Linked DNA regions of Mus musculus: all the other regions are linked to region 7. A link is a contact called in public HiChIP or PLAC-seq and promoter capture Hi-C data. All regions are on one chromosome and are shown on one strand. The core of a region is the stretch at or near the end of the contact, and the rest is flanking DNA. Distances in the headings are between cores, read along the strand shown. Region 1 holds the start of Mrpl39 (mitochondrial ribosomal protein L39). Region 2 overlaps Gabpa (GA repeat binding protein, alpha). Region 3 holds the start of Jam2 (junction adhesion molecule 2). Region 4 overlaps App (amyloid beta (A4) precursor protein). Region 5 holds the start of Scaf4 (SR-related CTD-associated factor 4). Region 6 has its middle 41 kb from the start of Gabpa. Region 7 holds the start of Ltn1 (listerin E3 ubiquitin protein ligase 1).

The links. Promoter capture Hi-C pulls out the DNA fragments that hold promoters and counts their contacts. HiChIP or PLAC-seq counts read pairs in DNA pulled down with a chosen protein or histone mark.
Region 1: a contact with region 7 is called in a promoter capture Hi-C map of pre-B cells, with 7 times the contacts expected there. The contact joins the promoter of Mrpl39 here to the promoter of Ltn1 in region 7. A contact is called at or near these places in 10 of 39 promoter capture datasets (3T3-L1-derived adipocytes, the HPC-7 cell line, cranial neural crest and 6 more), 7 of 484 Hi-C or Micro-C datasets (B cells, CD4 T cells, CD8 T cells and 3 more), 5 of 115 datasets of contacts at active chromatin or transcription factors (astrocytes, cardiomyocytes, embryonic stem cells and 1 more) and 2 of 9 other capture datasets (adipose tissue and liver).
Region 2: a promoter capture Hi-C map of embryonic stem cells shows a contact between it and region 7, with 11 times the contacts expected there. The contact joins the enhancer-like site here to the promoter of Ltn1 in region 7. A contact is called at or near these places in 17 of 39 promoter capture datasets (the 3T3-L1 cell line, 3T3-L1-derived adipocytes, the C10 cell line and 11 more), 2 of 484 Hi-C or Micro-C datasets (LSK cells and embryonic stem cells) and 1 of 115 datasets of contacts at active chromatin or transcription factors (embryonic stem cells).
Region 3: a contact with region 7 is called in a promoter capture Hi-C map of stem cell-derived epiblast-like cells, with 4 times the contacts expected there. The contact joins the promoter of Jam2 here to the promoter of Ltn1 in region 7. A contact is called at or near these places in 7 of 39 promoter capture datasets (the 3T3-L1 cell line, cranial neural crest, embryonic stem cells and 4 more), 6 of 115 datasets of contacts at active chromatin or transcription factors (all in embryonic stem cells) and 1 of 9 other capture datasets (embryonic stem cells).
Region 4: a contact with region 7 is called in a promoter capture Hi-C map of liver, with 5 times the contacts expected there. The contact joins the enhancer-like site here to the promoter of Ltn1 in region 7. A contact is called at or near these places in 4 of 39 promoter capture datasets (3T3-L1-derived adipocytes, cranial neural crest, hippocampal neurons and 1 more) and 1 of 115 datasets of contacts at active chromatin or transcription factors (astrocytes).
Region 5: a contact with region 7 is called in a promoter capture Hi-C map of pre-B cells. The contact joins the promoter of Scaf4 here to the promoter of Ltn1 in region 7. A contact is called at or near these places in 10 of 39 promoter capture datasets (the 3T3-L1 cell line, 3T3-L1-derived adipocytes, embryonic stem cells and 6 more), 1 of 484 Hi-C or Micro-C datasets (B cells), 2 of 115 datasets of contacts at active chromatin or transcription factors (astrocytes and large pre-B cells) and 1 of 9 other capture datasets (liver).
Region 6: a contact with region 7 is called in an H3K4me3 HiChIP or PLAC-seq map of embryonic forebrain, with 7 times the contacts expected there. The contact joins the enhancer-like site here to the promoter of Ltn1 in region 7. A contact is called at or near these places in 4 of 39 promoter capture datasets (the C10 cell line, liver, pre-B cells and 1 more) and 3 of 115 datasets of contacts at active chromatin or transcription factors (astrocytes, embryonic forebrain and embryonic stem cells).

Annotation. Positions count from the first base shown.
Region 1 is chr16:84,733,676-84,736,505 of GRCm38.p6, reverse strand. Mrpl39 (mitochondrial ribosomal protein L39) reads left to right here and starts at 1,262. Exons shown (of 10, transcript NM_017404.5): 1 at 1,262-1,352; 2 at 1,893-2,099. The coding sequence starts at 1,289.
Region 2 is chr16:84,849,529-84,852,228 of GRCm38.p6, reverse strand. The region is part of intron 5 of Gabpa (GA repeat binding protein, alpha); the gene reads right to left. Among named protein-coding and RNA genes, the nearest start is that of Gabpa, 16 kb to the right of the region's middle. Within about 2 kb of position 1,263, at least 15 of the 459 cell types and tissues checked have an H3K27ac peak or open chromatin away from gene starts, as enhancers often do. A contact at or near this core is called in embryonic stem cells, where this site is marked.
Region 3 is chr16:84,772,739-84,775,673 of GRCm38.p6, reverse strand. Jam2 (junction adhesion molecule 2) reads right to left here and starts at 1,551. Exons shown (of 10, transcript NM_023844.5): 1 at 1,121-1,551. The coding sequence starts at 1,187.
Region 4 is chr16:84,994,049-84,996,881 of GRCm38.p6, reverse strand. The region is part of intron 13 of App (amyloid beta (A4) precursor protein); the gene reads left to right. Among named protein-coding and RNA genes, the nearest start is that of Gm10791, 23 kb to the right of the region's middle. Within about 2 kb of position 1,306, at least 18 of the 459 cell types and tissues checked have an H3K27ac peak or open chromatin away from gene starts, as enhancers often do.
Region 5 is chr16:90,283,168-90,285,867 of GRCm38.p6, reverse strand. Scaf4 (SR-related CTD-associated factor 4) reads left to right here and starts at 1,365. Exons shown (of 20, transcript NM_178923.4): 1 at 1,365-1,865. The coding sequence starts at 1,836.
Region 6 is chr16:84,874,869-84,877,568 of GRCm38.p6, reverse strand. No RefSeq gene overlaps it. Among named protein-coding and RNA genes, the nearest start is that of Gabpa, 41 kb to the right of the region's middle. Within about 2 kb of position 1,313, at least 36 of the 459 cell types and tissues checked have an H3K27ac peak or open chromatin away from gene starts, as enhancers often do. A contact at or near this core is called in embryonic forebrain, where this site is marked.
Region 7 is chr16:87,431,224-87,433,923 of GRCm38.p6, reverse strand. It overlaps Ltn1 (listerin E3 ubiquitin protein ligase 1), which reads left to right and starts at 1,318. Exons shown (of 30, transcript NM_001081068.1): 1 at 1,318-1,498. The coding sequence starts at 1,457. Rwdd2b (RWD domain containing 2B) reads left to right here. Exons shown (of 5, transcript NM_016924.2): 5 at 1-593.

The DNA of each region.
Region 1 (2,830 bases), core at 13-2,512, 2.7 Mb after region 7:
CAGAGGATTGTTTTAAATGTGGCCGTGAACTATAGTTTTCGGGGTGGGGTGAAATGGACACAATCTCTAAAAGCTGTGAAGCTGAAAGCTTTCAGGGGAACCATAGAACATTTAAGGAAGAAACACACATGCACGCTCACACGCGCGCACACTTTTCCAGAGTTGATTTAGAACTTCTATTGTTAGGAAAAGGTGTGTTAAGTAGCTAAAGGCTTCTCCAGCTCCTACCTAAGCCTTCTTGAGGAGGGATTGCAGGCATCAGTCACTATTCTCGGCCGAGGACTTTACATGAGATAGGCCAGTACAATATTGAATGGTTGAATCCAAATTTATACTTACATGTCTTGCCTTAAAGATGAGGAAAGGTCTTAACACTTTCCCTATGCAATTGTAAACATGTATTATTTGGGCCAAGGAGACAGCACATTTGTGTGGCATAAAACATAGCATTTGTGACCGAGCTTACCCTTCCGCCTGGTGGCAGTGTGTGCTCCACCACAAGTTAAAAGTAGGGATCATGTGAAAATTCCTGACTAAATTTATAAAACTATATTGGTTCATTGGTTCAGCTTTGCAGAAGTAAAGAATGCTGCTCCAACGGGAACGTGCTGGCACCACAAAGGCGTTAGATGTAGCAGTGTGTTTTTACCAACCGTCATAACAAATATTTGCTGAGCTGCCAAGCACGGTTTGCGTTTCTGGGATACATCCAGGGACGAGACACAGATTCCCGGTTACTCCGTGCAGTCGTGCCTAGATCATTCGGAAAAGAGTTCTAGGACGTTCTTTGCAAAATCAACACGACGTGTTTCCAAGAGCCCAGGAACGTGGCCGACTAAACGGTGAACCGGGTTCAGCCCCACTGCAGCCGACCTGAAACTCACTTTTGCAAACCTCTTTTATTTCCACCCTCTAGAGTTGTACCCGGCGTGGCTGGCCAGACTGTCAAAGACGTAACGCAAAGAGTCCTCCTCTAATTTTTTTCTGCCGGGAATCTGGAACCCTCGTGAGACAAAGGCGCCTGTGTGACTCCTCTGTCCAATAGACACTTCTGCGACTCCTCAGGGCAGCCGGTCGTCCCCGAGCCAAGGACAAGACTCGCAGCGCGGCCAAGGGTGAGCCATCCAAGGAGAGGCGCGCATGCGCCCCCGCGTGGCTCGGCGCGCTCCTAGCATCCGGTCCCGAGCTGATCAGTCCTACGGAACCTCCGCCGCGGGTTCCGCGTTTCCGGGGGAAGAGGGACGAGAAGGACCGGGACGCCGAGCTACCTTGGCTACTTCGGGAAGCCATGGCTACCGCGGTGGGAAGGCTGGTTCTTCGGCGGCCCGGCGCGGGCGGCGGGGCTCGCTGGAGTGAGTTTTTTGTGTTCCCGGTGTGGGAAGACAATCTGGGGTGCAGGAATCAGGGAAAGAGAAGGGATGCGGGCATGGGCGGCTCTTGTGGGGGGTTTTAGGAGCCCCAGTCTTCGGCAAACATGTCCCCATCTCCCAGGGAGTGAGGACTCGCGCTTGCCTAGCCAAGTCCCTTGCTTTGGGGTGTGGAAGAAAAGTTCAGCATTTCTCATGCTAGCTATTGATCGTTTGGACACGGGGATTCCGCCTTCCTGGAGCGTTCTCCTCCCCTCCAGACCGTTTCCAACTACAACTTTGCTCTCCTTCCCAATCGAGTCTGGTTTTAGGACGCCACTGAGGAAATCGGTGGTGATGTGAGAGTAAATCAGAGCCCAGCGTTTTTGTTTTTTGTTTTTTCGTTGTTGGATCCTAAATTATTAACATTATAAAGTGGTTCAAGTTTGCCTCAGTCGAATTTTTGACTTATGTTCTGCAAAATTCTACCGTTTTCAATACTTGTTACAGGTCCAGAGTAAACTACGTACTTTGCTTTCTTAATAGGATTTATAGCGACGTCGCCAGCTGCCGAGCTGTCACCCACGGAGCTGACAGAAATGCGGAATGATCTGTTTAACAGAGAGAAAAGCAGGCAGTTATCGTTAACCCCCCGAACGGAGAAGATCGAAGTTAAGCATGTTGGGAAAACTGATCCCGGCACTGTCTTCGTGATGAATAAAAACATCTCAACCCCTTACAGTTGTGCCATGCGTAAGCAGCAGAACAATGTTGACCATTTTACACGCGCTGTGCAGAGCACTGCAGAGGGGAACATGCTGTCATTACTTGGCGAAGCTGTAGAATTTATTTGCAGCCATTTTGCCACCCACTGTCCCCTTTGTTTTGTGGGTACGGTGGGTATCGTAGCATTTCTCTGCTGTACAGGTTGTCTCCCTAGTTTGTCTGAATATGACTATGTAATATGCATGTTCTGGGAGCATTTATCTAGCAGGTCTCATTAAAGTATTTTGAGGGTTGTTTTTTTGGTTTGTTTTGGTTTGTTTTTTTCTTGAGTTTTCATTTATTCTACCTTTATCTTTTTAGTTTTTTTTTTCCCCCCGAGTATATGTCTCATCTCCTTCCTACTTGTCCCATGTTGTGGTTTTATCTAGTATAGGTACTAAATGTGTGAATGGAAACATAAGTATAGTGAATGCTGACGTTAATTGTTTTGTTTCTATTGTTAGAGAGGTCGTTGGCTGTAAAGGTACTGATAGGATTTGGATAGGGCTTCCATAGATAGGATATTTAAACTGAAATATCTCCCGAATAGTAGATAGGCACGGTTGGCTGTTGTTTAGCTTTTTAAAAGACTCTGTAATAGTACCATTAGGGTAATTGACAGCATTGGTTCTAGGTAAGGCTCTGATGTGTACTCAGTCTCCACTCTGGCAGTTAAACAAGCACTGGTGATAATGACTCATTTGATTTTCATGTATTTC
Region 2 (2,700 bases), core at 14-2,513, 2.6 Mb after region 7:
CTTAGTCTGGAATTTTGTCATGAAAAACAAACTATAAAATTGTTCCCTGGTGCATCAAATGACAGCTAAAGTATATTATTACCTTGGAGATACTGGAGGACACTGCCCAAGCTCAAAATATTATTTTGTAGCACTGTAGAGTTGGTGCCTTGAAAAAAATTACCTGGTATACTAGGGAGCTAGCCTCACTCTTCGCATTGTGTACAATGCACTCTTTCCCCATCCCTCCCACTAACAAGCTGGTCACTGTGTACTCACGCTTGGTGGCACTTATGATATGGCATGCTAGCTTCCTGTTCACTCAACGGTCCCCCAGTGGCATCAAGTCCATAACTCTAAGGACTGTGTACTAAACCTGACTTTAGTCAACCAATGTGACTTGAATAGGCATTTGTTGAATGTATATAAAACATACTCAAATTATTTCATTTTGTCTGCTATTTTTACAAGCTAACCAAATTTGCAACCAGAAAATTAAAGACTGCCAGCATATTTAAAGATTGTATAACTATATTCCTGGCATCTAATTGAAGATATTACCTGTGGGCACTTAATTGCTTGGTTAATTCTGGCACTGGTACTCTTGCTTTAAGATGATGGTTTACATAAGTAGTATTGGCCAGATACCCAATGAATGAGTGCTATTTTGTAAGAAAATGTGTGTAAAAGTAACAACTAGTCAAGGAATAATTTATGGCAAAAAAAAAAAATAGACAAAAGAAAAGCCACAGAGATGGAAGGATGTCTAGAAGATGAGAATATAGTTTATTTTCTCTGAATGTACATAGAAAATTAGGAAAAGTAACTGAGAGTAAAAACAGAAACCCATAGATGCTTACAAAACCCAGACACACACCCAGGGTCTACCACAGAGTCCATATCACACACGGGTGAAGACAAAGCAGCTTCTATAAGATACTGGGTGTGGCCATACTCTGTAACCCCGAGTGAAGTGGTTTGAGGGCAGCTTGGCCAACAGTCAGCTCTCATCTCAGAAAGGAAAATAATCTACAGGAGCTCTAGGTTCCACACCTATCAGAAGCACAGTGACCTCAGCAAGCCTGACGGGAGCCAACAGCCGTCCCTAAAGCACAACAAGCCAAGACGGAACACAGCCAAAGAACAGTCTTCCTCGTGCAGCAGCGGCCGAATGCAGGGTCCAAAGGGACGGAATGCAAACGCAAACGGTGAGAAGCCCAGGGATGTGCGGGCAGGGAATGGCAGAGAAGCCTTGGGCAAAAAGGAAGTGGGAAGGAAACAACAAAAGAGAAAGTAAACCACACCTATATACCTGGGAGTTTGAGGCAGGAAGATCAAAGGTTCAAGGCCTGCCCGAGCATTTTAAAGAGACTATGTCTCACAAAAGGAAAAAAAAAAAAAAAAAAAAAGGAAAAGACGGCTGAGGATATGACTCAGTGGTACAGGAAGGAGAGAAAGCGAGAGAGACGGAATGGTGGATGATGAAGGGGTGGTAATATATGAGAATGAATAAGGCAGTAAACAAGAGCCGAGAAAGCAAGCCACTCAGCACTAGTGTGCTACCTGACAACAACAGAGGTGGCTCTGAGCTAGCCAAGCTACCATGAACCACACCTCCCTTTAAAATATCTAAGAAAGCAAACTCATTTTACATTAAAAAACTTACAAGAAACTTTTAGTATCAAGTAAGGTGGGAAAATATCAGTCTGATTTGTTTTCCTTAAATACTACCAGGACAACTGGTTTAGTATATTGAATTGGCTATGTGTATTTTGTCTCTTTTCTCAAAGTAATAATGAAATACCAGAAAATCAGTATTGTTTTGTTTGTGTTTTTTAAGATGTGCAAACACAGGAACTCAGATATAAAATCAGAGATGGAGGGGAGATTTCAGCTAGTTCTTAAAATCAACAAGCTGGGCAACAACCAATTTATTCAGTAAAGAGAAATTATGATCAAAAGTATCTGTACAGGAGGATCCCAGTTTAAAATGAGAACTCCTTGCTCCAAAATTTATATTATATTGCTCAGGATGTGCTGACTCTAGACACAAGTCAGGCAGGGGCACACACTTAGTATATGGCGAGATTATTCGTTTAAGGACACACGTTACAATGGATAAATAGTAATGCATAAAATACAGTGAAGGAAAATATTCTTTCTCACTATAACCAAACTAAGAGAAAGACCAGGCACAAAGAGCAGATGAAAGAGTCACAATGCGTTGCCTCTGAGTGTTTCCTACAACACTAATGGGACGGGGTCAGGAAACGTAAAAGTGAGCTTTACCGTGCTATGCAGACAGTACCATCAGCAGAGCAGAGGAAAACAAATACTGTTTGGAAGGGTAAAGTAGAGCATCTTCTTCAGAACCCTTTCTAGACAATCTGTAAACGGAATGAAAGCATGGTGCCTAGAGAACTGGCCAAAGCTACAAAAATGGATAATGGAGGAGCCAGCTGATGTCAGAGACCAGGGGCGAGAGGCCAGCTCTGGTCACGTGGAGACTGCGTCCAGATATAAGTGAGAAAGAGAAAAGCCAACAGCTGACCACTCGGTGTAGGAGAAAGAAACTCTTCATACGTACCCAAACCTATGGAACTAAAAACAGGACAGTTAGGGGAGGCTGAGCAGGAGGACATCTGTGAGGACAAAGGCAAGCTGGGCTATATAGGATACCCTGGGCTAGAATGCCAGACAACTAATCAAACAACAAAAATG
Region 3 (2,935 bases), core at 302-2,801, 2.7 Mb after region 7:
AAAGATTTCATTGCGAATGTCAACTTCCTGGCTTGATATATACCTCCCCCTGAGTCAGCAGGCACCCTGTTCGGGTTCTGAGCGGCAAATCGTTTTGTGAGCCCCCATCACTTTGGTCTGAGAAAAAGCCTCAGCGTTAGTGTTAAGACGTTCGTCGGGCAGAATAATTGAACTACTATTAAGTACTGTGACTAGAACTTGAACCTCAACAATAACACATTTACCCCTCCCTAGTGAAGAAACCAACAGAACAAAAGATAACAGGGAGGGGGAGGGTGTTTATCATCATCATCAACAACAACAACAACAACAACAACAAGGACTTCCTCACTTAAAAATAGATAGTAATTTCCTACCTTTTCCTAAAAAGTTAACGCGAAGAAAACAAAAATCAAATTTCAAATCACATTAGGCCAGCACCCGCGCAAATCCTCTTTCAAAGTACCCAGAGAAACTAAACTGGCTTTGGGACGCCTCCGCAGCTATGCCAGCTGCCAGCTCGCTCATTCATCGCCTGCGCCTTTCTAACAATCCTAACAGCCAGTCCCGCTGGCTGGACATCCCCTGAGGACACGGCAGCTGGCTGGAGCGGACAGACTTCTCTAAGCCGGTTTTGCAGGCGTAAAGGCGAAAAGCTACTGGGGCTCAGCTAATTTCACCCCGCTACCGCCTCTAAAGTGCTTTACCCAGCACCTTGCCCGGGGCAGCTGGGACCGTAACCACTGATCCCTCAGCCGCAGCTACTTAAGAGTGGCCTTCGCCAACCCCGGATGCCATCTTTCTTGGGCTCTTCGCATCTTGAATACTTAGAGAGTTTTGCATTCTGATCACGTCCCGGTGTCTTTGAAAACTTCCTCGGACTTTGCAAGGAGATGAGGATCGTCTGTTTTCTTCAATTCTTAACTGCCCAGATCCAACACTATTTACAAGACGCACAGGACTTCAGTCTCCCTGCCCAGAGCCTGCCCTCATCCAGATTACCCTCCGTGCTCCCAGACTGCAAAGCCTGGCGCCCCGAGACAGACCCCCTAGCACTGAGCGCCATGCCTGCAGGCGAGGGTCCCGGAGGCTGGTATAGCCAGACCGGAGGGTGGAAAGGACTGTTACCCCAGAGACTTACAGTCCAGGGCGACGATCAAGTAGTGTAGCAGCAGCAGCATCAGGAGGCCTTGGGGGCTCCTCGCCATCTACGCGGGCGCCAGCTGGCTGCCTAGCTGAGGGTCCCCCTGCAGGAGCGCGACAGGCGGCTGGGTCTCCCAGCACTTCGCCCGGCGGCGGAGCAGAGGAGGTCCCTGAGAGGTGGAAGCAGAGGGGCGGGTCCTGTCCCGATGTCAGTCTCTCCGGTCTGGGGTGTCTCCAGCGACTGTCGTGGGGGCAGGTCTTCTGGCCCTAGGACGTGGTGTCTGGGACAGTCCTTCTTTTGAAGGGTGGAAGAGGGTTGAGGGGAGGGCGTGGACGCGGGACGCGGTGTCCGCAGGGTCCTAAGCGAGTGGCGGCAGAGGACTAGCCTCTTGAGGGAGAACCCTGCAGGTCGGCCCCCCGCCCCCAGACTGATCCGCTTTGTGTCTAGTCCCGCGCTAGGCTGCCAGCTGTCCCCAGGGCGAGGAGCTGGGGGCAGGAGGAGCGCAGCCGGGTGGGATGGGCAGGGTGTGTGTGTGTTGGGAGCGGTAGTGGCTCGGTCTGTCTCGCCATGTCTCTCCTCTTGGCGCAAAAAAACTTCCTTTTCAGTGTTTTGCCTAGCGTGGGAGATATTTTTTGGAAAATTTCTATCTAGCGGACAAAACCGCTGGCGAAGCGCTCTTAAAGTATAGGGGCATGAGCTCAGCCCCTGCCTCTAGAAAGGGGGGGTGGGGAGGGGCGGAGGGGGCGGGGGACAAAGGCATCACTCAAGTTGCAAGTCAGGTCCCAGATTTTATCATCAGGCTTAGCCTCTTCTGGCTTCAAGTCCGTCCTCCCCGTCCCCCCAACCCCTTAGAGAGTTAAGGTGTGTTCTGGGCTCTTGGCTTCTTAGTTGTCATCTGGAAGTTCATCTAACGGTGTGAAATATTTATCTTGTTTCTTCCCCGTTATGTAACTGCCGCCTGTGGAGTTTTCCACATGTTAAAACTCTACAGCTGCCCTTTTGTCAGGTTTATTTTTGGTCTCATGTGCTTTTAAAAGGGAAATCCATTATGAATGCTCCAGTGCGTGCTTTAAAATTGACCCGCACTTCGGAAGCGTGCACTTGCAAAGGCGATTTTCACATTTCCTCTCCAGAACTGATGGCTGGGGCATTCAAGAAAATTGACCCGTCTGTGTAAAGGCCGTTGTCAGGTGAAGACATTTTTTAAAATCGTTTTAAATAAAGCTAAATAATAAATAATTATGTGTAGAGGATGGCTGATTTAGTGGTGGACCACTTACAAAGAATTGAGCCAGCCTTGCGGACAAAGGCTTAAGATATACTTAGATATGCAGAGCTGTGAGGAATGAGGCATCCCCACTGTTGCCTGGGCAACAGTGATGAAAGCTTTGGCCCTCATGGGGAAGGGGAGGGGACAGAAGACCCCTGAGGGCAAGAAAAGCAAAGTTAAAAAAAAAAAAAAAAAAAAAGGCAAAAATGGAGCTGGTAGCCCAAACTCACAAACAGTAAGGGAGTAAGGGTGTCATCTAACTTAAGACTTAAGGCAAAAAAAAAAAAAAAAAAAAAAAAAGACTTAAGGCCTGTGCTCAGAGACAGGTTAAGTCAATTGTCCTTGACAATCCAATTAAAAGAGTCAAATTAGTCGTGAAAACTGAGAAGAGAAAGGGAGAGATATTGATTGATTGATTGATTGATTCGATATAGCCACATTGTAGAGTTCCAGTGAACCCCAAGTCTGTCTTTGGGGCCCTGAAGTGAGATAAAATACAGAGCCAAGGATCCACACATCCATGCAGCCCACATCTAAGCCAT
Region 4 (2,833 bases), core at 57-2,556, 2.4 Mb after region 7:
TGTAAAAATGGACATAGCATCATCTGTAGTCCCTATACTCCTACAGGAAGATGGGAGGCAGACACAAAAACCTGGAAGCTCACAGCATGAGCAATAAACAAGAGACCCTGTCTCAAACAGGTTGGAAAGCAGAGACTGGAGACTGACAACTGAGGCTGTCCTGGGACCTCCACCTACACACCAAGTTGTATAAATGCCTGTACTCACATACAAGCACATGTACATACATCATACATACTAATACTCTCTCTTGAGTGATGTTGCCTGTAAAACTATAGAGCTGTAAAGGATGGAAGATATTCAAAGACTCGGGTTCTCTCTCTCAGACCCCCCTTTAGGCTGCCTACCCCAGTGTCCTTAGACTTTAGAACAACCGCAGTACAAGGTGTTGGCTGTGAATACTAAAGTTCAGGAACTACCGGTGGAAATGGTTGGGCCTAAGAGAACTATGAGTGTGAGATGATCTGCTTTCTTCCTCCAGGATATTACACGTGCTCATGTGAGCTTAGAGCTCTTAATTTGTATGTAACTGGGTAAAGGGAGAGGACTATTTCCTAATGTGCTACCTACCATCTTCCCCTCGGATTTATTAGAGTAGGTGATGCCAGATAAAATGGGTTCAACCAATTCTTTGAGTTTCTGTTTGTTTCTCTGTACTTTGTCCGGAATCTTTTATCCAAAGTCCTTGGGATTGGAAATGTTTCAGATTTCAGAATTTTTCAAATTCGGGGCACAACGCTACCAGTTATAACTAGCTATCATCTTCAGTCCAAAGAGCTGAGATTCGGAATGCTTTGAAAGCTTTAGCTTTCAGAACATCCCACATGTAGAGTCTGAGAGCAAGCCCATGCAATATAGGTATTCAGAATATATCAGAGAGCAACAGTAACCCTCACGTTTACTACTGAAGACCAACCTGAGCCGTTTCCAGTCTGCTGCTGGCAATGTCTGTGATCCTGAGCAAAATGGGAGAAAGCTGTCTCAAGAAAAAGAGGTGGAAGCCAAGGGAAGGGCTTTGTAATGTGTTCAGGCCTATAGGAGTGCGGTTAGCGCTGAGCCTGTGTTTACATTCCCTCGTTCCCTTAGGCAGGGAGCCAGTGTCTTGCACTGAGTGTTTTGTTTTCTCCCACCTTAAGGAGAAGCCTTCTTATACCTAAAGCAGAAAGTACCTCCTTCAGGTGCAGGAGGGAAAACTTAAGCAATCTGTGGATTGCTCAAAACACAGTCTGTCCTTTGATAAACCAGGCATCGCCCTGCAAGTCAAACATTGTATGAAAATGTGAGAGGTTTGGCAGACTGTTCTCTTTGATGTGGAGAGAGAAAAGCTGGCTTCCTTTCCCACATTCAGCTCGGGTCTGCATCTACCCTGCTGCTAAGAGGCTCTTCAAGGGAACTTGAAAGTGGTGCCGGACCCTCCAGCTTTGCAGATTAAGGATCTAGGGTGATTAACTGATTTGATCAAAATCAGAGACTAAAACTGGTCAGGGGTCGAGGGCTTCTTCACATCTTGCCAGAGTTCTTCAGAAATCAAAGTGAGTTTTAAATACCTGGGGTGTGAATAAATGAGACAATTTTCTTCCATTAAAGAAAAGTGGCCACGAGGAATGGGGAACCCTTTGTAGACATCAGAGTGTTCAAATATGGCCTTGTGTCCAACACGGCCTTGTGTCCAACACAGCCTTGTGCCCGGAGCTTGCCACGAGTTGAAGCGAGCATCTAAGCTGGCAGGTTCCGGTCCCTCGGGAGTTCATCCTGTCATTTCTGCATGTCTGTCCCTTACTCCGCTGACAGTAAACAGTGTCTACATTTTTCAGGATCTTACTTCAGTTGCTGTAAATACTTCAACAATCTGAAAGTCTCATTCAGAAGCCACTTAGGAAGAAAAGTTACTCTCAGTGGAAATTGGTATCCTGGAAGTCACTGTGTCTCAATGCATACTTGGGACCAAGTAAAGTATAATGTGGAGGAGTTCTTGTTTAAAATACCGGGTCTTGAACTCTTCCTCACACTCAGAGAAATCAACTCATCTTCTACTTCAAATGATTCTTGAATAATTCAAAAGGTTTAATGTTTATATGTGCTAGTAAAAATACAAGCTTTTGTAGAAAATTGAGAGTGTATTTGTATATATCTTTGACCTAAAAAATTAAACATTATTAATGTATCCTACATGAAGTTAGACCAGTCTTTCCCTTCAGTCTCTGATTTACAGTGTTCTGACTTACAAGATTTTCTGACATTGTAGCGAGGAGAAAGTAATGTGTTTTGAATCATAATCCGTCCCCGGGTCACTACATGTGGTGCCAGCATACAGCACTGCGTGGCAGGTCCTTATCTTAGTCAGGGTTACCACTGTGCTCAAACACCATGGCCAAAGCAGCTTGGGGAGGAAAGGGTTTGTTTGATCTACACCTCCACTTCACTATTTATCGTCAAAGGAAGTCGGGACAGGAACTCAAAAAGAGGTAGGAGCTGATGTGGCGGCCTTGGAGTGGTGTTGCTTACTGGCCTGCTTTCTTATAGAACCCAGAATCACCTGCCCAGGGAGGGCCCCACCCCACCCCCATCAATCACTAATTAAGAAAATCTCCCACATACAGGCATGTGTGCAACCTAATCTTGTGGAGGCATTTTCTCAGCTGAGTTTCCCTCCTCTCTGGTGACTTTAGCTTGTGTCAAGTTTCACATGATCAAGATAATAATCAACAATAGCCCTCACTCTCTCATCTTGAGCTCTGCTGTTCAGTGGACTAGGTGCAGCCGTGGCATGTTTGACTAGGAATGTTGTGTGGAAGGACCATGAGGCTATATTCGCATCATGAAAGAACACATG
Region 5 (2,700 bases), core at 116-2,615, 2.9 Mb before region 7:
TGGTTAGGGCTGAGATTTTTCTTTTTCTTTTTTTTTTCCGAGACAGGGTTTCTCTGTATAGCCCTGGCTGGTCTCGAACTCAGAAATCCACCTGCCTCTGCCTCCCCAGTACTGGGATTAAAGGCGTGTGCCACCATGCTGGGCCAAACACCTTGTTCTTAAACACCTCTGCTCCTTGTCTGTCTGACTTTTCAGCTCCTGTTAGCTGTGCAGTATTGAATCCCAGGTATCTACCTCCTCTCAGCCATTTTCCTGGACTTTACCCATATCGCAAAAGCCCTCAGTTAACTATCCCAGGGACAGCTCAGATGGCTAGAGCCCGAAAAGATAACCGTCTAGCCAGATAAACTTGGGCATGGTGGTTAACTGAACTAGGCTGACTTAAATGAGGACACTGTTCATAGGCATTGACAAAGATTAGCCATTACGCCCTCAAACTCATTCCTTCCTTAAATTATTACCAAGTTGACGCAAACCCAGCACTCATGTCCTTCAAGAAGCAGTGTGCATCTTCCCTCCGGAACACCATTCTGTCTTTCCTCCAGTGCCTGATACCTTCAGCCTCATCATCTCCAGGGCCCGAAGCCATGCTGTTCCTGGCCCCACTTTCTTCCGCATGCATACTTTGCAGGATGTCAACCTGCATGATGCCCCCTTAAGAACAAAATCCTAACTCTGCTAGGATCTGGTCTCGGTAGGGCCAGTTGCTTTCCCTAAGTACCAGCCGGTTGTCCTCCAAGGAGAGGTGATAGCACAGCGCGCAAGGTCCAGAGGGCCCCTCCTTTCTCGAATTCTTTTAGGATGCTCGCCCTTTTCTACGGGAAGTAGTCCCCAACTTCCAGTACGAGTCAGGCCTTCTAGCTTTTATACTCATGCTCCACAAAAGTGAGGTTTCTACAGAAAAACTTTCATTTTTCACACACCCAACAGACAGCGGTCGCAGCGCGCGGCAGGCGGTGAGAACTCAAGTGAATCAGAACACACTTCTGCCGAGAGCGACCCAACGGGGTTTGGGGAGATTAGCGTTAGGGGTTCAGGAGCCCAGTCCTCGGAAGTTGCTCAGGGCGTCCACCAGGTCCGCACGCAAGTCGAAGCAGGGGACTTGGAGACTGCAGACGCTCACCCTCCGCGCTTTGTTTGTCGCAGCAGCAGGGCGCAGTCCTGCCCGGACACAATGCACCCCGGGAGCCGTCGTCCGGATCCTGAGCCCAGAAGACGGGAACTCTCCGCAGCCGCAACCGGCGGGAAAGCGCGCGACAACGCGCGGTCACACGCTAGCGGCTCGGCGCCGGTGGGGCGCGGAGGGGCGGGGCGTGGGCGGAGCCAAGCACGAGCGGGGCGGAGCCGGGCTCAGGAAGCGCTTGGAGGCCCGAGCTGTCCCAGGGTGCTTCGCGCGGCGTGCACTCGGGTCGCTGCCGCCATCCTGCTGGCGAAAGAGAGGAGAGAGACAGAGAGGCCCGCCCGCTCGCCGGCCGGGCCAGTGTGGGCCAGTGCGTGAGGGAGGGCGCGGGGGGCCGTGTCAGCGCGACGCAGAGCGCAGCCGCCGCCGCCAAACGGACATGTTGGAGCCCCGCGCTGCCGCCGCCTCCCATCCCTCCTCCGGCGCACGGGACTGAGCAGGGGCCCGCCGCCTCTGCCTGCGCTCGACCGGCCCAGCCTCGCCGCCTCGGCCGCAGCCCCTTCCTGCTCGGCCTCCGCCGCTCGTCGCCTCCCGTCCTCCTCCCCCTCCACGCCCAAGGGCCCTGCCGGCACCCGGCCCTACTCAGCCGCCGCTCCAGGTCTAGGTGACCGGCGGGCCCGGAGCAGCCGCAGCCGCCGCCGCAACGCGCGCGAACATGGACGCCGTCAACGCCTTCAACCAGGAGGTGAGGAGTGCTTGGGGTTAGGGCTGGTGCGGGCCACGCCGGGGCCGCTTCTCTCGCTGCCCGAGGGCTTTCGAGCACCGAGTCCGGGCGGGGACGCTTCCTGCCCCGGTTCCGGGGCAGCGGGCCTGGAGCCGGGGAGAGGTCGCGGCCACCGCCGGGGGCTGACCCCGCGCCCCTCCCCCGCCAGTGCCCCTTCGCCCCCTTCCGGCCTGTGCCGACTCCCGCTTCTTCAACGTGGCCCTTATGCTGCTCCCGGCCCCGTTATCGGCTTTACGGGGCCGGGATCCCGCCAGGGGCTGCAACGGAGCGCTCGGCCGACTCAGGGGCGGGAGTTCCCGCGAGTCCCGGGGCCGGCGTAGCAGCCGCCTGGGTTCTCCTGTTGCTCAGGCCGCGGCGCTGCGCGGCGGCCGCTGGACTCTGATCCCGGTTGGCGGAGACTTAGAGAGGGTGTCTGCCCTCCCACCTCCTGGATTGACACGCTCACAAATGAACATAGAGCGGTAGTTCCCTTGGCCTTTCTATCTAGAACGTGCCCTTTCTGTACATCGTGACACCTAAAAAGTTGAATGGGAGAGCAAAGTGTACGCCCCATTTAGTCCGCTAGTAAGGCTGCTTGGGTCTCCACCTGCTCACCCTCGCACCGCCCTCTCGGGGTACTTAATCCTCAGCTCCCTTCCTCAGGGACATTTACATGTGAAAACCTCCCCAAACCGGGAACAAAGCTGCCTGCCGCCTTAAAGCTCTCTAGTTGTATCTCTGATCGTTCCATGTGCTGCTTAGGGGCATAAAGTCCATACTATCTTATTTATCTGAATGGATGTGGGAGGAGGAGACG
Region 6 (2,700 bases), core at 64-2,563, 2.6 Mb after region 7:
TCTGGAACTAAAACACTCATCACGAATCCATGGCTTGGGAAACCCTGGGTCTTAGGTTGGAACCTATTGTTATTTTGCTAAGTGGTCACATTCCCTTGAGCCTTTACAGCTCATTTCAATATTTCAGCGACTGATCAGAAATACGGTCAGCCTTCCATCTCTACAAGGTCCAGACCAGCAGCTTCAACCAACTGTGTATAAAAATTGTTTGAAAAATTACATCTGGCCAATCATGACATACCAATCATGACATAAACGCCGATAATATCAGTACTTGGGAGGTGGGGGCCCAAGGGTCGGGAGTTCAAGGCCACCTGCAGCTATGCAATGACTATAAAACCAATCCTGGGCTACAGAGAATGTTCAAAACAACAACAAAAAATGTTTTATCTGATAGTTGTTGTGGATTTCGTCTAATGCTTATATTATGTTAATTGGGTTCCCAAAATTGCACAAGATGATGAGGGTCCCTGCCCCCAGTTGGTTCTGATTGGTGAATAAAGTGGCCGGCAGCCAATGGCTGAGCGGTGAGACAGAGGCAGGACTTTAGGATTCGTGGGCAAGGGGACCTACAGAAGGATTGAGAACTGCCACGACAGGAAAGAAGAAGGACGAGGCCTAAGAAGTGCAGAAGAGAGAGCAGGGAAAAAAAGCCCCAGTCCCTACCCCCACCCATTGGGTCTAGGACAGTAAGTGTAACTCAGGGATATTGGGAAGTGTAGCCATGTGGAGTTCTGGGAGTGACCCAGCCATTGAGCTGTTAAGGCACATTAAACAGTGTGTGTGTGTGTGTGTGTGTGTGTGTGTGTGTGTGTTTGTGTCTGTGTGTCTGTGTGTGTGTCTGTGTGTGTCTTTCATTCAGGAACCCAAAACATTGGGGCGAGTATCGAGAAACACGCCCCTGCCTAGTCGATTTGAGAGGTTAATTGACAACTGCTAACAGTTAGTGACCAAAAACAAACCATTTTCCTGTCACTACCCCTAAATGGCACCGTTAAACAATCATTTACAGAGTGCTCACAACGTTCTATGTATTAGTCTAGAGGCGACCTAGGGAGTTTGTGCTTGTGTTATATGCAAATTCTTGCCCTATGAGTGTTGCGCACCCTCAAAGTCCGGTGCCTGTGTCTGGAGTCATTCCCCATGGACAGCAGAGGACAGTCGTCTGGAGGGTTGCTACAAGACTATCCAAGATGCAGGTGTCTTTGGCACAAACCCCTCCTCAGGCTTCTCTCTTGGGCCACTGAGCCTCATCAGCAGGGTCCTCCAGCCTCTTGACAGGGACGTACATGCTGAACACAGTGCTCATGCTCTGGCAGAATTCCAAATGAATGCTGTTTCCATGGGGAGCACCGTCGTCAACTCTCGGATTCCAAGGCTGTGTTGTGTGTTGCCTCCATGCCTAGAATTCCCTTCAACTTCACCCAGACCCTTCTTCCTTCAGTGGAGCCATTCAACACCTCGACAGGAACAACAGAATTTTAAACAGATAAAATCCTCTAAGTTTAAGAAGGAGGAGGTGAGGAATAACTGCCCACTAAGCCAAGGTTTAAACGTGAATAATACTGTGTTCATAAGAAAACAAAAAATCACCTTTCGCACAAAGCGTGACACCAAGCACTGGTCTCTTAAACGAGACCCTCCTTGGAAATGATATCCCTGCGGAGACAGGTTTCATAACAGACAACATTTGTGTAGCTTCAACTCCATCGCTTTGTATGTGTGAGCAGCGCAATATGCTCTGCAGGGAGTGTGAAGGAATACATCTGTTTACCTCCTTGCACAGCTGAGTAAGATCTGAAAAATATGTTTTCCCATTTCAAAGGGGAGAAAAAAAAACCCAGGGAGTCCTTGTTGATGAACAGTTTTTAGTTACATAAATTTCTTTACCTTGCCATTTAGACTACATGTGTGACTACCAAAACAGCTGGCGGGGCTCAAGCACACACTGTTTATTTTGGAGCTGTGATGCGGCCAGGCAGACATTTTTAATCCTAGAATTTTCAGCCACTTTGAACTGGGGTAACTGTTCTTAATAAACAACCCTGGGCTTGCTTCGGACTTTCCTGTCGTGTCCTGGTGACATGGAGGGAGAAGGATTGGACCTCAACCCATTGCTGGAAAGGTAGCCTGCGGCTTCCCTCTACAACTGTCTGCCAAGCTCAGATGCCAGCCAATGAGCTCCAACGCAGGGAATCTGCGAGTGACTGCAATATGACACAGGCTGATTTAGTGACTTATGCGCTGCGTCACTGCGAAGGCCAGTGATGCCGACCACCTGCAGAATCACTACAGCTTAGTCTGTACGTTTGTTGTGCCGGCTCATCAGCTCAGGCACAAGCGTTCTCCCCGTCACTGAGTCCAAAGGAAAACAGCCGCCACCACACATTTATCGTCATCTCCAAAATGTGTCCCTGTCCTTTTGCTTTGGCCACGCTTTCCGATTTGCATCCTTCTTCCTCTCGCGTCTCGTGCCAGCCGAGGATGCCTTAGCCACAGTGACCTCAGCTGGAAAACTCTGGAACTGGGACCTCGCCTTATCCCAGAAACCTCACTCTCATGGTTTCATTTTTATTATTTAGACATATAACTCAATAATAGTAGCCAGATAAGCAGCATACAAACTCCAGTTGAATTAGGGGAGAAGGGCTTATCAAAAATTCAATAGAAAGAATAAAAATAATTTTAAAGGTGTATGTG
Region 7 (2,700 bases), core at 69-2,568:
CTTGGGTCCTCTGCAAGAGCAGTGCACCCTTTTAACCTCTGAGCCATCTCTACAGCTTGGTGGAAATTTCTTGACGTGAGCTGGATCTGAAGGCACATGCTTATAATCCCAGCACTTGGGAAGTAGAGGCAGGAGGATGGGAAGTTGAAGGCCAGCTGGGCTACACGAGGCTCTGTCTCATGAAACTTGAAAGACAAATTATATGTGAAGGTAATTTTGATGGTTCGACTTGCTAGGGATTTCCCACACTCTTCTGCCTTCACTAGGAACCTGGAAAAGCTGCCTGTTCACCCTCCTGGCCTCTCTTGCAGCTGCATTGGGCTGTAGGTTACAGTGCAGGATTTCTGGGGATGAATTTGCCTCTCTTCTCTTTCTGCCATGGCCCCTGAAGTGATGGCAAGAGAAAGGGCCAAGCTATCTCAGAGATGTCATTGTACAAGACACCTTGCCACATGCGGACCCAATGTTAATCCCAGCCTGTCTCCAGACCTTTGAAATAAAATGAAATTTTAAACAATCTGTGCTTGTTATCAGTAGTCAGAAGTTTGAAACTACCCTGTCTTTTAAAGTACAAACAGTATAAAGCCTTCCTCATTGGTGTTTGTGGTTCATTTCAAATTGCATGTGTTTAGATTTGGCCCCTATCTGGCCTTGCATCGCTGAAGACTGGGGCATGAGTAGAGCTCAAATGGTTTCTTGTTGTTTCTTTAAGACAGTGTCTCATGCCTATGTGACCTGATGATTCTTTTTTCTTTTTATTTCCTATTTCGAGATAGATTTTCATATATCCCAGGCTGCCCTTGAACTTTAAGTGTGCAAAGCTGACCTTAAATTTGTGATTCTCCTCTTCTCTGTGTCTTCAGTGCTGGTATTGGGAGGGTGTGCCAGCAGACCTGGTTTGCTCAATGTAGGGAATCAAACTCAGCCTTCAGGAATGCCAGGAAAGCACTCTACCAAGTTAGTCGCCCCAACTCCTCTGCTTTTATTATTTCATTTTATTTTTAAAGATTTATTTTATTTATATGAGTACACTGTAGCTTTCTTCAGACACACCAGAAAAGGGCGTCAGATCCCATTGCAGATGGTTGTGAGCTACCATGTGGTTGCTGGGAATCGAACTCAGGACCTCTGGAAGAGCAAATTCCTACACACTAGGAAGGAAATCTCTCCACTACAAATATCTCGGACAGGTTTGGCGCCACGGGCTCAACGCTGGTTTCTTATTGGTCAGCAGTGACGCCACTCAGGCAGGCGTGGCCTTCTTTGTTACGTTTCAGGCAGCGGATGGTCAGAGTCCTGACAGGGAGGCGGGAGCGGAAGTAGGAAGCCGAAAGGCTGGGAGGGCGAGGGGGAAGTGGCTACAGTGAATCCCCTTCCGGCGCGAGGGACCGGAAGTTGTGGCCCGCCCGTGTCAACTTCGGCTCTGCAGACTGAGAGCCGGGCTGCCACCGCCACCATGGGCGGGAAGAACAAGCAGCGGACTAAGGGGAACCTCAGGGTGAGTCCTGTGGTGATGGTAGCCCCGCGGCCTGCGGCCCGGGTGTCCAGAGGGCCGTGAGGGAAGAGTGTGACCTCCCGGTGTGTGCGTCCCCGCGGGTGGACAAGTCGAGGAGTTGGGACCCAAACGACGTTTCACGCCGGATCTGGGAAACGGAGCGCGCCCAGGGAGGGAGGTGTCATCGGGAAACGGTGACAGTGAGCACCCGGGCGGCCCTCGTGGGTGGCCGAGCTTGTGTAGGAGCTGTGGGAGGGAAGAAGCAAGCGTGGGCTTCACTCGCTCAGTCCCTCCTTGCCAAGGCCCGAGCCCGTCGGTGGTATGCCCGGTGTCAGGTCGGTGTCACCCGTTGGGTCTCTGGTCTCAAGCTTACCTCGCTTTTCCTGCTTCACTCTGGCCACCCTGAACTTGCCACGAACTTGGCTGGCCTGGCAGGCTTCGGATGGCCATATGTTAGGTGGCTCTAGATACCTTAATGCATCCTGTATAGCCCTGGCTGTCCTGGAACTCATTCTGTAGACCAGGCTGGCCTGGAACTCAGAAATTCTCCTGCCTCTGCCTCCCAAGTGCTGGGATTAAAAGCGTGTGCCACCACCACCTGGCGCTTTGAAAGTATCTTAAAGGCAGGTGTTTCTCTGCAGCCTTTATCCTGATGGATCACACACACATACACACACACACACACACACACACACACACACACAGTTCGCTTTTATAGACCTGTTCCACCATTTTTTTTTTAGATTTATTTATTTATTATATGTGAGTACACTGTAGCTGTCTTCAGACACCCCGGAAGAGGGAGTTAAATTTTGTTACAGATGGTTGTGAGCCATCATGTGGTTGCTGAGATTTGAACTCTGGACCTTTGGAAGAACAGTCAGTGCTCTTAACCACTGAGCCATCCTTCCAGTCCCTCATCTCTTAATTTATAAATTTTGCTGACCCTTAGGAGAGTTGATCTCAGTATTTAACACCCAAGTTCTCTACCTTATGTATTCTAAAAACAGTGTCATTCTTCATATAACATGTGAAACTTTAACCATGGTGGAGTACACAAATATAACATGTAGACTTACAATTTGTATTTCTACTAACTTTTATAGATTTAATTCTGTTTTTATTTTATTTTGATTTTGGTTTATCAAGGCAGTTTCTCTTTGTAGCTCACCTGTCCTGGAAGTCGTTCACAGATGTGCCTGCCT